Regions from separate parts of the Drosophila melanogaster genome. Here region 2 is linked to region 1. The links are chromatin contacts, called in public Hi-C maps. All regions are on one chromosome and are shown on one strand. The core of a region is the stretch at or near the end of the contact, and the rest is flanking DNA. Distances in the headings are between cores, read along the strand shown. Region 1 holds the start of drn (doctor no). Region 2 holds the start of Kdm2 (Lysine demethylase 2).

Region 1 (4,817 bases), core at 1,230-3,729:
TAGTAAGAATCCCTTTTCAGTTTATATAAATTAAACAAAAAGCTTAAATTTGATTACATTTGGATTAGATGAACTTTAAATGATATATTTAGATAGTCAATATTTTAGAAAACGAATTAGTTAACGTTTTTGGAAGTGCCATTGGAGTACACAGTACTCTTGCTTAAAATATCCACCCATGGTCCTTTGTCTCTCATCTCTGAATGCCGTTGTTTCTGTTGTTGGTAGAACGCAATTTGTTGCATGCGCCGCTGCCTTATCCAGCAACAACCAAGCTACGCAGCAACAACAACCCCGTGTAAGCCAGGCCAACAATAACAAATCATCTCGGAAAGGGGGCGGGGATGGGGACGATGGAGGGTGGGCCGTTAGCAATGTTTCATTGTTTACTGCATTTTTCGATTTGGCTTGCTACGCATTAAAGTTCAGCAAATTGCGTTGTCTCCGAGTCCAGTGTTAGCCTTCCTTCTCTGTTCACGTGAATTGCTCATCATCATCATTTAATATATTTTTTACGCGAAATTTAGTTACGATCATGTTTATACGTTACCATATACGAAAGTTAGTATGCTCCAACTGAAAGTTATCTTATAGAAAATATAAATATTTTGGAGTACAGAAACTATACAATAAAATATGAAATCCTATCAGCTCCAATACTTTGTAACAATATTAATTTAAGATACCCTATCTCGCAAACGCAGTTAAGTAATTGCCCGATTCGCAATCACTCACACAGCTGTTGATCGCGAGGAACTGTAAGTGCACCTGTCTCTCTCACCAGCAGGTTGAATGCACCACAGCGAAATGGTATAAGCGAATGCGAGAAAGAGAGGTAGCTACAGGGGGCGATAGTGTGCCAAAAATACACCAAGCTTGTCTGCTCCCTCATTCTATGGTTGTCCTTTTAGCCCTCTTTCTCTGCTCCTTCTCCTTTTCGACTGCACAATGCACTTCTTTTTCTTCTTCCGCAACCTTGTGCGTGTGCCCACATGTTTACATAAAGTGCAACTGTGTGCACGAAAAACGTTTCACCCTCTATTTGTAGCTCCAATTGTATCAGCATAATTATAGACACTGTGACAAATAAGTAATATGTTTTACCAAAAATTGCTAAAATTAAAGGTAAATGAAGAGTTATGTAGATAGTTGCTTCTTTTTATTAAGCAATAAAAAGGGAATTATTATGTACGTTTATATACTGCAAGTCTCGCTAAATTCTGCTACAATGTACATACATACATACAAATCTATACAAATCTATTACCCAAATCAGAGCATTTAAATAGATAAGCGCAGAGAATTTCGTATGGATTGGAGGTCTAAACGAATTTCTGTATTGCTCGTGGAGGGCAGACAGTGAACATTTGTAAGGCGCACCTTGTTATCAATCACCTTTTTTACGCATTGTTTGAGGCCCCTTTGTATCTCCGCCTCGTCTTGGTTTCTCTTACAACTGCGTCGTTTTAACTTCATGGGGCAAGCTACGGGGTATACGTATAAATACATACACATGTATGTATGTGTATGTACATACTCTATAAGGTTTGTGGCTAATACGTGATGGTAAACAAACTGCAATGCAATGGCCAAATGCGTTTCGGATTCACCACGACTGTTAGACACCCCCAACTCTGTTATCTCCGCCTGCAGGGCAATATTTTCGTTTTCCACCTCACGCGCGGTTGTTATTGCTGAAAACAGGAAATAATTTTCGTTTTCTATAGAAAACACTGCTGGCAGCCGTCGCTGTTGCGTGTCTGATATTTTATTTTTAACGCTCAGCGACTTTATACTACGTAGTATTTAGTATCGCTCGCTTTTAAGTTTGCCTTTGTACGTCTCGCATAATTTTGGAGCTTTTCTGCTTGCAACCTTGCCTTTAAGTTTACAAAGTTCGTTAGCACTAGCGTATTTTTACTGTCTGTTCATTTAAATTGTTATTATTTTTGGTTGGTTTTTTTTCTTTATTGCTTTTTATTTTGGCTTGTTTGTCATCACAACAAGGCTAGTGCAGAACCAATTTCGTAGGCAGGTGCGACCTTTGATAGCTGAAATATTTGTCGAGAAACTTTACAAACTGGTATCTATCTACGGATCGTAAGTGATATTTTATATTATTTATATGAACACGATCTCATTGGAGCCTATGACCTCTAATTAAGCGAATTCTTAGCCCCACTCTGACTTTTTAATTTGCTTTTGATTTTACATTTGCTTTGCGAGTGATCGCAACAAAATAACATTTCGATGTGAAAGCGTGGTCGGATTGACGATACCCTCTAATATATATTTAATAAATGTATGCATGAATTTATTGAAAATAATATTTCCTAAATTGTATTTAACATTCTAAGTATTATTTATTAGATATATACAAAATAGACAAAAAGAATGTAATGAGCAAAAACTGGGCAATCATATTTTCAGTGCTGTATAATTTTTATTAGCACTGCATTTCAGAGCTAATCAACACTAAGCTTTTGTGCTTCATTCCATTCTCAGTAAGGACAAAACACGAAATTAGACTACAAATGTTCTGAAACATCAGTAATGAAATTGGACAAAGTGCACCTCAAAACGGACATTCTCTTGGTAAGGGTGATTTGGAAAACCAAATTTCAGGCCTGTTAAACTGCGGCAAATACTCACCACGGCCAGCCAACAGCCATTTCACAATATGGCACTGTTATCAAAAAGATTACTATTGGGGAAGACAAAGCAATCGCCATACGCTAGGCGATTTCTACATTAATACTTTTGTTTCCCGTTCGGTGAACGCATAGAAATTGATATTAAAATTATTTTTTTTAAAAAGTGCGCAGTTTGCATTGATGACGCAGCAGCGCAGTTTCGCTCTCTGCGGCTGTTAACACGCTGTAGCTCTCTTTGGGCTGGCGAACAATATGGCGTCGTCGAAATTATGTCGTCGCCCAATTTAAAGTCATACGAAAAACCATAAAGATTATTAAAAGCGCGTTTGAAGGTTTCTTGAAACGCCCAGTAAGCGGAAATAGTTTTGGTTTGTTGGCAGGGACTCGATATAAATTTGACTCTCTATCGTTGCATTGGTCTTTTGTCTCTTGTCTCCCTCTGTTCCCCTTCCACAATCTTATTGTGTGTGCACTTTGCACTGTTGGGCTAACATAGCGTGGTGTTTTTCGTTGGAAATACGCATTTTCGACCATCTTTGCTCGGTTCACATTTAATTTATTTCCTACATGGCTTCTCTCCGTTGACTGGCGATTTCTTTTTAGCCTGTCATCCTTCATTCCCCTTTCCTAACCACTTTCTCACCACACCAGCAATCAACGCTCTTTTTGCGTTAACAGCGCTCGTTTGGGCTAGAGATGAGACCATGAGTTTATGTTACGTCGTGTCACGATAAGAATTTTATTTTACATACATTTCGGTCCAATTTGCGTTTGATTTTATTGTCAAGAGGAGAAAATACAAATTGAAAATAATTTTAAACAAACATTGTATTCGATTTTATATAAATAAGTGTTTCTTTTATAGCTAATGTATTGAAAATAATAATCATTTCGATCATTTCAATCCTACATACTCCTGGTATTGTTAACTGCTTTCAACCGGAGAAGTTGAGTGACAGACTCACGCTCTCATCACCAAATTGCCACCAACAGAGCTCTGTTAGCTCGCCAGTCGCAGTCATCAAGCGTTGCGAGGTCCGCTCATTTCTGTTAGAGTGCTTGGAGACTTCACTTCGCGTTTGGAGGATCAGATCCACGTTGGTTTTTGGCTTCAATTACCCACAACTGTCATCGTCAGCCCAGTCAGCGCCTTGCTAACTAAACTAGATAATAAAGTAATCACTTTTCCGCGCTCCCCTCCCTCTCTCTCGGTCGTGTTAGTGCGCTCCGCGATTAATAAGAAACGAGTTAAAAAGGAAAGCAAAAGGAAAACTGGCAGCGTTTTCCTCTTGCAGCTGAGAAAAACCGCAGGACGCAGCTCAGCAGCAGCGTCGCAGTCGTGTGCGTTGTGCATAAGAAAAAAGAAGAAAAAAAATCCTGTAATATTGCAGAAAAAACCGTAATTCGCCACTTGAAACGAAGGAAAAACGAGGAAAAGCAACTGCGTCGTGCACCATTTTGTGATATATTTTTGCCCTCCTCCTTCTTCAACGATCCCTGTGCAATTCTCTGTTAAAGAAAAAATTAAAATAATTACTAGCAACCAATTGAATTTCTGCGAGACCAACATAACACATAAAAATTTCCAACTACTGTGATTTGAACAAAGCTCTAAGTTTTTGATTCAAGCCTGTGTAATTTCCACCCACAACGAATTGAAAAAGTAAGTGAATTCAAATGAGAAAAAGAAAATTATAATTTATTTCATTTTCCTCTTCGCTCGCCTACGTTGCTTACTCACCACTAGTCGATTCCCCACGCTCTCTCTCTCTTCACCACAGTCACCAATACACACGGGCTCGCCTACGTCACTTTGTCGTGTGTGTGCTTAGACTAGCGTTGCCATGTCGCGCGAATTACGAAGACAGGAACAATAAATAAATAGCAGTTAAATAAATAGTAGAAAATGCCATACAAAATATATGGGAATTGACTTTAAATTACATTTTTGAGTTTTCAAAATAAAAACTAAATTTTAAATACTTAAATTATAAAAAAATTAATTAAAAAATGAAATAGTTTCCACATTTCTTGAAGAATATACTGTTAACAGCAGTTAACGAAGTGTAAGCAGAAGGAACAAGTACAATGTTATGCATTAAGAATATGAATCCCTAATCTCATTTCATTCAGTGCAGCTGTTCAAGTTTTTTCTATAGTTCT
Region 2 (4,817 bases), core at 1,673-4,172, 290 kb before region 1:
AGAACAACTTTTGTTGCTTTTATTACCAGTTACATGATTACGATTTTGGTTGGGAATATTTGCTGTTCTAAAATTTCCGACACGAGTTATTTTTCAATAGTTTGTTTTTCTTCGACGCGGCGGATGACGAAATCTGATTTCCGATTACTGCACTCGGAGATTAAGTTGGATTCTGTTGGCCGGTGACGTCAATTTGCTCCACAGGGGGCCACCAACGTCTCCCACTGATAAGCCTTTGAGTTCAGCCCCCTCTGATCACCCATTACCTATTCCATAAGTTATGGAATTGATGCACAAACGCCTGGTAACTGGCGATTTTTGTTTTTAGCCAGAGGAAAAACAATGCAGGCGTCATTAACAATGTTGTTCGCGGACGATGATTGCTCCCGTTTTGGGTTGAAAAACATGTTATTTTCGAACGGAGATAACCCCCGTGGAAAGTGCGAGTGGGCTGCCCAATGGGAGTCATGCTTTAACAAGCTTGTTTAATTTACAACTGGAATATTTCGACGAGCATTTTACTTTCTCTGGTCGTTACAAATTTGTGTCCCAAGGATGCGTGATAGAAAATTATTGTGAATTTATTGTCAAAATTGTTTTAAGCTATAGAACTATTTTCGAAGTTTTCAGAAAGAAAATGTTTTGTCCTTTATTTTTCATTGTAACTCATGTTTTCAAAACAATAATTAAGAACTAAAAATGCTTGTAGGAGAAGCACATGGCATAATTAATATATAGCTATATTCGATGAATAATGGAGATGTAACAAAGTACGGATTTCAAAAACTCACCTTGTGAATCGCATTTTGAATCGAGTTCTTTTAATAACTGAAAACGTTTGATCTGTTGAATAATATCTGATGTCCTATTAGAGTTTATTGCACTAATATACTTTTAAGCTCGTTAAATATTGCAACACTTTTTGTTTAAAGTATTCTATAAAAGAACTTGGTTTCACACTTGTCGCTTTGGAATATTTAAAAGAAGCGCGTTGCAGCCCTTTTTATGGCTCTTAAAACGGGTATTTTTTAGTACCTTTCTAGTTCGAAATTTCGAAATTGGCCTTAGATTAAAATATTTCAGGGGTAGACAAATTGCAGATTTCTCAATAACCAAGAATAAAACGAAGATAATGCTGCGCACGTACAATTTTATCTGTATGAATAATCTGATACTGTTGTAAATTCAACGCTTAACGTTTGAGTGTGTCTTAGCAGTGCAAGTGTGATGCATCTTTTTTGGTTTATTTATGCCAACGCCATCTGGCCACACTGCAGTGAAAAGGAAAACAAGAAGTCGCAAATCCAATCTCCATTGCAATTTTGAACACCATTCCTTTGCATAACTATTGCCCACGCAACTGCATCTCTGATGCCCACAGACTGGCGATGAAGCCCCAGAGCAAGCGGAAATCATTCCCATTCAATGCGCCTCCTCCGGGCGGTATCATGGACTTCGGATTCGGGAGCTGCAGCACCTTCGGCAATTCGGTGGAGAATGATCTGGTAAAATGGCAGCATAAGCGAAAATCCGAGCAGCCGGCACCGGCAGTGCTGTAAGCTATATCCTCAACACAACATCCACATAAAATACTAACCACAGAACTCATTGCAGACCACCCAAAATGCTTATAACCGAGGAGAGGATCACCCAGCATTTCAGCGGTCTATCGCTGGATCCGAAGATCAATGTCGCCGCCACGGCCGTTGTTAGCAACAACAACAGCGTGGCCAGCGTTACGGGCGGACTGGCCACGGATGATATACCATCCACCAGCACCGGGAAGACCCACCACCCCAATCCCGCCTATCAAATGGCGGCCATGGAACTGGAGCAGAAACTGCGCAATGCCAATCGCATCGTAATTTGTGATGGCCTTAAGCCAGGATCGGGTCCCGGTTCCGCTCCACCTGTAATACCACCGGAGTGGCTAATCAAGTCCATACCACGTCCCTGCACCGCCTTGGTCCCTTGGCAGCCTTCGCCACTGCAGATGCCGATGCCGATGCCGGAAGTCAAGATGGTGTCGCCCCAAATAGTGGCACCCATGGCTGCGGCACCGGCGGTCCAGGAGCTGGATGACTACGATGACGATCTGGAGTTCTTCGAGAACAACAACACGTGCAGCGTGAATCTTAACAAGTCTGAGCAGGAGCACATGGACGAAGACCTGTAGCGATAGCCATATAAAACCCTAAACCATAAGCATTAAAGTGTAGATTTGTATGTCCGTAACCGTAAGAACCCAGTTGATAGCATGCAAGAATACTCCGCCTCCTTATTTTTTTATTACTATTGAAAATAGATAGATGTATGTGATTCAATCTGGAATGTTCCGGAATATTCGTTATTTGAAGCAAGTGAGTCGAGAACAGATAACTTTCGAGAGACGCAACGGCGGACGTCAAACGAACACCTGACTTAAGAAAAGTTTTTCTAAGATGAACTAATTCATTTTACTTTTTACATCAATTTATAAGCACTTTTTACAGTATATGAGTTTCTGCAGTAAAGTGGATCGAACGAGCTGAATCTACCATATTGTTTAAAATATACTTTACATTGCGTTTTTGGAATCGACCTTTCTTTGCTGGCTACTAAAATTAGAAAGATACGTATTTTTTGCAATTGATAAAGAATAAAGAATAAAACTGTAAGCAAAACTTTGTATGATCTTATATATATAACAAATAACGCAAAATGTTAAATAGACATAAAATTATGAATGCTTAAGTCCGATATTGTAAGAACCTCTTTGCATTTATAACATTTATATATTTTTTAATTTTGCCGAGCTAGTTTTCCGTTAAATTAACTGGTTGATTGTTTAAATGACTGTTTAAAATGATTTAATATTGAACTTTGGTATTTGGTATTTTTGGACAGGGCGGTCCCACTGAAACATTGGTGTTGGCCAACTGCCGTCATATTGAAAAAACCAGCAGAGAGGTCGGATCGCAGCGCTGCTGGATTTTTCAGCGATTCGCGTACGGAAAAAATCGAGTACGTCCGAGTGCGGATTGCCCAGAAATCCGTTTAAATAAGTGTTTATTTGGTAATTATTATTTAAAATACACACTTGTATAAGAGTGTGTGCGTTTTTGGTGCTGTGAAAAGTTTAGTGAACGGCCCCCACATTGACAGCGTATGAATTATAATTATAATTTACTTCATGGCGCAAGCGAAAAGATTGTAATTCGGAGAATGAGAAGACGAATCAGAACAAAAGCAAGGCGAACGGCAGAGCCACCACCACATATAGCACTCAAATCGCATCCGCAGCGGCGGAAATCTGACAAAAACTAGATACGAGGCGAAGTGCAAATTTAGAATTCTTATTACAAGTTCATGGGAAAGTGGCGAATATACGTGGAGCGTGATAAGTGAGCGTTTTTTGTGTGTTGAATGGCAAAACATCACGTTGACCGATGCACGAATGAGAGGGAGTATTTCGAGTACGCGTCGCCGGAGTCGAACTCACCACTCTAGTTTGTTTTTCCGCTTTCTTCGCGGCTCTCCCTCTCATCGCTCTCATTGCAGTGCAGTGGTGGAGCCTCTGGGCAGCGGCACACGCGTTGGGGGCCACCCCCCTCCGGCCGGTGAGCCACTGTACTTGCCGCGTGGTGAGTTTGCCGGCTGGGCCTCTGCTGCTGCTTCAGCTTCTGCTGGTGGGTTTCTTGTGCTCCGAGCTCTTGGGCTCCAACCTCTTGTGCTCCCTCTCATTGGTCGGCCAATCGTGTGTGAGTGAGCTTGTGCCTGTGCGCTGCTCCGCGTCGCGTGTCGGACCGTTTGTGTGTGGGAGTGTGTGCGTGTGCTGGCCGTTCAATTTGTGTGAAGTAATAAGCGTAATTAGTTTGTTGGTGCGGCGTCGGATTGCAATTCAGCTTAAAAACGCCACTAAATGTAAATGTAAACGTAAACGTCTGACGCATCATCTACATCTACGATTTTGTGATTTTCCAGCTCTAGTCTGGCCAATAGAGTCCGTCGAGTGGAACCAGAAACGAGCTGCAACTATAAAGCGTTAACAAAAAAGTATAAAATAGAAGGCAGCGATGTCCACCGCCGTTGAAACGGGGTCGTCGCCTGCCAAGAGCAATAGCAACAACAGTAGCAGTGGCGGCAACAACAACAACGGCAACGGCAATCTCAGTCCAAATGCAAAAGGCGTGCAGCGGCGTCAACTGGTAAGTACCGCCGCACCCCCACTTTTACCTTTCACCCCCCGCCCCCTCCCTTCCTCACTATCAATAACCGATAAAGCCACGACAACCTACAGTCGTACTTCCCTAGGGTGCATTTGTTAAGTTTCACTCGATAAATCGAACTAACAGGACCAGCTGTGTAAGACCGAAAAATAGGTGGAAATTTATTTTGTTTGTTGCCGCCAGATGTTCAAATTTATTAATTCAGTGCTCTGATAACCCGGAATAATCGAGTTAACTAACACCTCCCATTAGGAAAGATATGTATAGTTGACTTAAATAAGTCAAAAGAAGCTGCTCAATTACGTACGTTTTCCTAAGTTACAAGCCGGCTCTACTTAGCCGCCCATGTGGGTGGTTCGCCATACGGAAATTCACCTGTAAGCATGAACGATAAGCCCGCCGTGCCGAGCCCTAATAACTTGATGATCAGCGAAGGCAAGGAGTGCGAGCGAGAGATAGCAAATAGGTTGTGGAAGCGAACGTAAAACTCATCATTAATCGGTGGAAATAAAATGCATTCTCACCCAACCGCCCCGCCCTCTGCCTCTCTCGCCCACTATTCTTGTTTTATTTTTCTTTTCCGCTGCCTCTTTAATTTTCATTTGCGCC

What was found. Hi-C and Micro-C count contacts between places; a contact is called where the count stands out from the background.
Region 2: a contact with region 1 is called in a Hi-C map of the Kc167 cell line, with 5 times the contacts expected there. A contact is called at or near these places in 20 of 107 Hi-C or Micro-C datasets (the Clone 8 cell line, the Kc167 cell line, the ML-DmBG3-c2 cell line and 12 more) and 3 of 7 datasets of targeted methods (all in the Kc167 cell line).

The regions. Positions count from the first base shown.
Region 1 is chr3R:9,338,175-9,342,991 of dm6, forward strand. It overlaps drn (doctor no), which reads left to right and starts at 2,480. Exons shown (of 5, transcript NM_001275480.2): 1 at 2,480-2,595. It overlaps lncRNA:CR43301 (long non-coding RNA:CR43301), which reads right to left and starts at 1,818. Exons shown (of 1, transcript NR_048352.1): 1 at 49-1,818.
Region 2 is chr3R:9,049,573-9,054,389 of dm6, forward strand. It overlaps Kdm2 (Lysine demethylase 2), which reads left to right and starts at 2,923. Exons shown (of 6, transcript NM_141607.3): 1 at 2,923-3,055; 2 at 3,964-4,187. The coding sequence starts at 4,056. Mst85C (Mst85C,) reads left to right here. Exons shown (of 3, transcript NM_001275470.1): 2 at 1,382-1,555; 3 at 1,615-2,659. The coding sequence starts at 1,389. The coding sequence ends at 2,176. Nmdmc (NAD-dependent methylenetetrahydrofolate dehydrogenase) reads right to left here and starts at 983. Exons shown (of 3, transcript NM_057581.5): 1 at 792-983. The coding sequence starts at 805.